Linked DNA regions of Mus musculus: region 1 is linked to region 2. Evidence: chromatin contacts called from public HiChIP or PLAC-seq data. All regions are on one chromosome and are shown on one strand. The core of a region is the stretch at or near the end of the contact, and the rest is flanking DNA. Distances in the headings are between cores, read along the strand shown.

Region 1 (2,954 bases), core at 127-2,626, 120 kb after region 2:
TATGAAGGCCAGAGGAGTCAGTTCTCTTCTTTCACCATGTCAGTCTAGGCTCTCAAACTCGGGTCACCACTGTACCGTGGAGCACCTTTAACAACTGAGCCTGAATCACTAGCATGAGTTAACAGATTACAAATGGAGCAGAGCCTCATTCAACCTATGGACAGTCTGAGCAGAACACAAAAGCTGGGGAAGGGAGCATTCTCTGTCTCTCTCTGTCTCTCTGTTTCTCACCCCCCGTCTCTGTCTCCCTGTCTGTCTCTCCCCCTCCCTCTCCCTCCTCCCTACCTCTCCCTCTCCTCTCTCTCTCCCTCCCCTTTTCCCTTTCCCTCGGCCTCTTTGAAATCAGCTGGGAAATCAGTCTCTGAATATTGATGAGAATAGACAATAACAGCTGGGCCAGAAGCACACCGTCGGTTCTCCAGGGTTTCCAGTTTGCCTCCTGTGTACATTAGGATTTAGCCTCTGTAAGTACAACACACACACACACACACACACACACACACACACACACACACACATTTATGGAGAGAAAGAGACACAAATAAATAACCTATCTCTTTACCGTGTGTGTATTTTCATATTATTCCTGGAACATACACTCAATGTATCTTGAACATGTCAATACTAATTTATCTGTATATAGCATATATATCTTGAATGTATGCCAATATCATATAAGTCTATCAGTCTATCTTCCATCCCTCTGTCCATTTCCTCTTGTTTTCCCTATCCGTGGAACTCTGAATACTGCATACACCCGGGAAAATCTTTGAGAACATGACATTTATGCTGAGCTCTGAAGATTATAATAAAAAAAGGAGCCAGAAAAATAATTCTAGCAAAATGGGAATGTGACAATAAAGCCGGAGGCGGGAAGAACCAGCGCACAGGCAATTATCGGGAAACTAGACTAGAGAGGGAAGCAGAGCCCAGGCAAGGAAGGAGCTTGAAGCCTGCTCCTGAAAGTGTCAAAAAGCTGAACACCCGGCTTTCAGTAAATGTCTGTTTGACAAAATGAGTTCCTGGTAAGTAATTTCCAAAACAGCGAGAGCAGTCCTCAGACTCTGGAACAAACACACGACTGTTTTTATCCCCATTCTTTGATGGTTTTCACAGAGGTGAGCGTGCTGGAAGGGGAGGAAGCTGATAAAAGCTGGCCGCATCCTCTCAGACCATTGGAGGACAGGAAGATGGGAGAGCAGCCTTCCGCCTCGCCAGGCGTTCCCTAACATTTTATCAGTTTGGCGGGTTTTGTCTGCATTTTGCAGAACATGCAGGCAGTGGTGATGATCCCTTTTATCTAATATCCTCAGCAGAGGTCACAGGCTTAACAGGAACCGGGAAACTCCTCCCGGCAAGCCAGTCCCGGCTCTGCACAAGAGCGCCCTCTTCTGTGCAGTCACAGACTGGCCCTCGGAGGAAGGTTGAAAGGACCCGTCAGGCAGGCCAGGGGCCCCAGTGAGCCCACAATCTGGTAGTCAGAGGAGTTAAAGGGCGTCCTTATGGACCGCCTTTACCCCACGGAGGTGCGCACATTCAGGATCCTTCTAGAATTAGCCATGAGAGTGAAAGGGGTGAAGAGATTGAGTTCAGGCCACTTCCTGAAAAGAGAAAGGAAGCGCTTTCCAGCTGGGGAGAATCTACTTCCTGGTTCAACAGGAGAAATGGAAAAGGATGGATACCCAGATACAGTCCTGTCAGAATCCATGGTCAGAGGGATGCACAGAAGTGAACAAGGAGGGGTAGGCCGACATGTGCCCTGTGCCGACAGAGATGGGGGAGGTCAGCATGTCTGCAGCCAGCCCTGGAGTCACATAGATGAGGAAACTGGACCTCTGGGACAATTCAACACCTGCTGCCTGCAGTGTTTCTTGCCTTCTCACTCCTGTGAACCCCTCTCTGCTCCCCAAAGACTTTCACCTCCACTTTCACATCATCAGTACATATATGGTTCTATGTGCCTGCCACACGAAGAACCCACATATGGAAGAAAACGTGTGTTGTTTGGTCTAGAACACACCATCAGATCCTCAAAATAATCATGCCAATCAAATAGGCTAGATATATACTCCCAGTGTGTTCAAAGAACTGAAGCCCAGAGACGCGAGCGATTTCTCCGCAGACACACAGCAAATACAAGAACTAAGAGAAGCACGTTGTTAAGGAAATGCACGTGTCATCCTGTTAGAGACAAATCTGAGCAGCAGGAGGGAGCCAATGGTCATTATAGATGTTGCTGAGGGGACAATGCAGATTTTAGTGACTGTTAAGGCTTGGGTTTGGAAGGCTCACAGTCACTTCCGTTACTGTTCAGGTCTTTAAGCTAAGACAACAGTGTGAGTGTGGGTCTGGAGAGGTCAGATCTCACTGTCATTCCTCTGATGTCATACACCTGGTTTTGAGACATCTCACTGGCCTGGAACTTATCAGGGAGGTAAGGTTGGCTGGTGCTGGAAACCTGTGGTTCTGCCTGCTTCCACCTTCCCAAACCCCAGGGTCTGCCTGTCTCTATCTCCTCAATCCCCAGGACTCTGCCTGTCTCCTCTCCAGCAGACATCGCAGGCAGACACCACCATGCCTGGCTTTTTATATGGGCTCTGAGGGGTTGAACTTAATCCTCATGCTTATAAGGCAAGCAAGCCCTTTACTGACATCGCGGTTGGCTGCTGCACCAGCTCAGTCAGAGCACCTACACTGCACGGTTGCAAAGGCCTTTGACTCTTCCCAGAGTGTCACAGCCAGTGGGATTGCTCGGGATAAGCAGAAGGCAGAGAAAGAAACACCGAGGAAGAGCGCTTCAATTCTCCTTCCTTCCCGAGTTTCCCTTGTCCTCACCCTTGAGGGTAGCAGACCCCTGACTTTTATTTCCTCTGTTTCACTTCTGACTGCATAGACATGTCTTTGGAGATTGATCCCTCCCCGCTCCTTTCCCCACAACAGAAAAAAGACACACT
Region 2 (3,351 bases), core at 734-3,233:
TCAGCGCCTGCTCCAGACTAACTCTTTACCTCTTCATCCACTCTCCCTCAAGGCCTGAAATCTCCACTTGTTTGTGGTGTGCCCAGCCTCCCCTCAACAATCCGAGCAAGTTTCTTTTCGTACATAAACATTGCTGAAAATTAACCACTAAAAATCCACGGTGAATTTCTCTTTCCCAAACTGTCATGTGATACTCTTTATATCTTTAATATGAATCTTGGCTTTCTTGTGAGAGTTATAGGGCCCTAATGGTAAGCAATCTTTAAAGCCACACTAAACTTTAAGAAAAAATGTTATTCAGGGATGATGTTACATGCATGTAACCCCCTCGCAAGGGTGGCTGAGGCAGGGGACTATCCACCTACAGAATAACAGAACAATCTCTTGGCTCAAAACAGCAGCAGCAGCAGCAGCAGCAGCAGCAGCAGCAGCAGCAGCAACAACAACAACGACAACAAAACATTCAAAACCCCAAGACAACACAAGGCTATCCCAATGGTTCTGATCTCCTGCCTATTCAGAGAGAAAGTGGGAGCTGGGCTGCTCAGAGAATGGCTGTAGAGGTTTGAGGAATTTGTGCCTTCTTAGCTGAAATGTGATGGAGAGTTACAACCAAAGCACCACACTGTGGCTATGCTCTTAGTTCTGTCTGGAAACTACCCAGCATTCCATATAGACCAGCAACTTCTAACCACACGATGTGTGGCTTCTCTGCCTTTGGCTCTGGTGCAGTGTGTTCTGTCCTCTGCATAACCGGAATCCGATGGATGGCTGCTTGCTGGTCTGCATGAGAGCCTTCTCCATTCATGGAAGGGCCAGAATGCTTCCAAGATTGGAAAGGGATGTGATCTCTGAAAAAAAAATTAAAAGTACAGCAGCTGCATTCTCAGGGGGCTGTGCCTACGAAGCATTGCTGGGCCTGCCAGGAGCAGATGTGTTCTCCACCTTTAAACTTGGAAGAAAGCATGGCTATAGCAAGTCTGGCAGGAGGCTGTCACTTTCCAGCTTCTAGAGCAAGCCTCCCTCATCTCCTCATGGAACTGGAAGCATGGCAGCCGTCTCTGGCCAAAGGCCGGCTGTCTTGAATTCCAGGGAGCAGCTTGCTGTGATTAGGCATCATTGCACGGAGAGCTGTGCAGATCGCAGTGTGTCGCTTTGGAGTTCACAATAAAATGCCCTGGAAGCTTACGGAGGCATTTTATGTACATATAATGATTTAGTGGGCATGCCTCTCTGTATTTTAAATTTCATCAGTGGCCCTCCTTGTCTATAAAGGAAGCTGATGAGAAACTCCTTCAGCCCTTCTGAGCTGCAGTGCATTCGCTCATGAGCTGGCTCTTCAGTTTGCCAGATGCACACAGCTGGCCAGAAAGTCTTGTTGTGGGTATGCTGTGGTTTCTACACGGATGTGGTATACTGTCAATAACAGGTAACTTCTCCCCTCCAAGAGTTAAGTTTTGAAGCTGTGGAAAGTTTCAATTAGTAATGTGCTTGCTTGACAAGCAAGAAGATCCTAACTCATACCTCAGCATGTAAAAAGTGGGGTGCAGTGGAGTGTATCTGTAACTCTGATCCTGAAGAAACAGAAGCAGGTGAACCCCTGGGATTGCCATGCAGCTGGTCTAACCAAATAGGTAAACTTCAGGGTCAGTGGTTGTGCTGGCTAGTTTTATGTCAACATGACATAAGCTAAAATCGTCTGAGAGGAGGGAATCCCAAGAAAAATGCCCCCCATATGATATGCTGCAGGCAAGCCTGTAGGGGACTTTCTTAATTAGTGATTGATGGGAGAGGGCCCAGTCCATTCTGGGTACCATCTTGGGGATAGTGGTCCTGGTTCTATAAGGAAGCAGGCTGAGCAAGCTAGGAGGAGCAAGTAACTTAGCATCCCTCCATGGCCTCTGCATCCATCAGCTCCTGCCTCTAGGTTCCTGTCCTGACTTGTGTTGATGATGAGCTGTGAAGCGAAAGCATAAGCCAAATAGTCCTTCCTCACCTTGCTTTTGGTTACAGTTTTTCATCATAGCAATAGTCATTCTAACATAGTGAGTAAACCTGTCTCAAAAAGTTGGCATGAAGGGTGACAGAGGAGAACACCTGATCACCTGATGTTGACCTCCACATGTGTGTGCACAGGTCTGTGAACCCCTTTATCTCTCTCTCTCTCTCACACACACACACACACACACACACACACACACACACACACACAGAGAGAGAGAGAGAGAGAGAGAGAGAGAGAGAGAGAGAGAGTATTGAAAAGTGCTTGTCACAGACTTTGGTGATGTTGTCTGGCTCTACAGAAGATTATGGACTGTGTATAGCTGGGGCACAAACAGAACCCTGGGCATCCTGTGGTCATGGTGACCCTCCCAGTGGGGGTACTGGGAACAAGGTTGTTGAGAAGTTTTCTTGACTCTCATTCAGGCAGCAAGTCCTGGATCCATTTCCAACCCACTTCAATCACAGAGACAGGCTGGGAAGGGACAAATGGAATGACATAATCAAATCTATCCCCTGGCCAATGGAGGAGGCCATCCAAAATGCAAGAACAAATAAAGTAAAAACCTCCTGGCAGAGCTAAGAGAGGGACTGCAACTCCAAAGGGAACTGGGATTCCTTTTAATAGATTTTTGTAGAGCTGCCGAGACCTCAATCTCTCATCTGCGCATTATTTATTGATTGGGCTAGAGGCCTTGCTAAGTCTCCAGTGTGCTACAGAGTCACACAGGCACCACGCTGCAGATTGCAGCCCAGGGTAGACAGTGCTTACTTCAGATTATTTCTATGGCCATGGGGTTTTGTTGTTTTGTCAGGTTTTTTTTTTCTTCTTCTTAGTGTGTGTGTTTCCTCACCCGAGAAAGGGGAAGAATCACCTACTGTCTTTTTCTCAGGCAGCCATGTTAATTAAAACTTTTAATCTCTTAGGTTTAAGTATTAATTCCTCAAGACAAAATCTACCTTCATATACTTTTCTTGTAGTTAATAAATTTGAGAATCTGTCCGAAGAGGAGGGGGTCCCAGGCATTCCTGGGGATTACCACCATCGGCCTGTAGTCCAATGGGCAAGAAGTATATCTTTGGTAATGGTCAAGTGATTTATAAAAATGTCTCTGGAAGAGGGCTGTAAAATGTCAGAACTCAGGTGCTAGTTTTGGCATCCTTAGCAGTGTGTTAGGTTTGGAGTTAGACAATGTCCTTAGATATTTTTCTCCTCTGCGAAGTGAAGGGATTTGGCTATAGGTATGTCTTAATGCCTGTGTGAGCTCTTACGGTCTGTGACCTAACAGCTTTGAAATTTAAGAAGCATGAAATATTGGCTTTAGATACACACAGGGAAACAAATGACAT

The links. HiChIP or PLAC-seq counts read pairs in DNA pulled down with a chosen protein or histone mark.
Region 1: a contact with region 2 is called in a CTCF HiChIP or PLAC-seq map of CD8 T cells, with 6 read pairs. The contact joins two enhancer-like sites. A contact is called at or near these places in 1 of 15 datasets of contacts at CTCF or cohesin (CD8 T cells), 2 of 484 Hi-C or Micro-C datasets (embryonic stem cells and nephron progenitors) and 3 of 115 datasets of contacts at active chromatin or transcription factors (CD8 T cells, double positive thymocytes and memory CD8 T cells).

The regions. Positions count from the first base shown.
Region 1 is chr1:184,234,410-184,237,363 of GRCm38.p6, forward strand. No RefSeq gene overlaps it. Among named protein-coding and RNA genes, the nearest start is that of Gm34177, 94 kb to the right of the region's middle. Within about 2 kb of position 1,377, at least 58 of the 459 cell types and tissues checked have an H3K27ac peak or open chromatin away from gene starts, as enhancers often do. A contact at or near this core is called in CD8 T cells and double positive thymocytes, where this site is marked.
Region 2 is chr1:184,116,793-184,120,143 of GRCm38.p6, forward strand. No RefSeq gene overlaps it. Among named protein-coding and RNA genes, the nearest start is that of Dusp10, 84 kb to the left of the region's middle. Within about 2 kb of position 1,984, at least 38 of the 459 cell types and tissues checked have an H3K27ac peak or open chromatin away from gene starts, as enhancers often do. A contact at or near this core is called in CD8 T cells and double positive thymocytes, where this site is marked.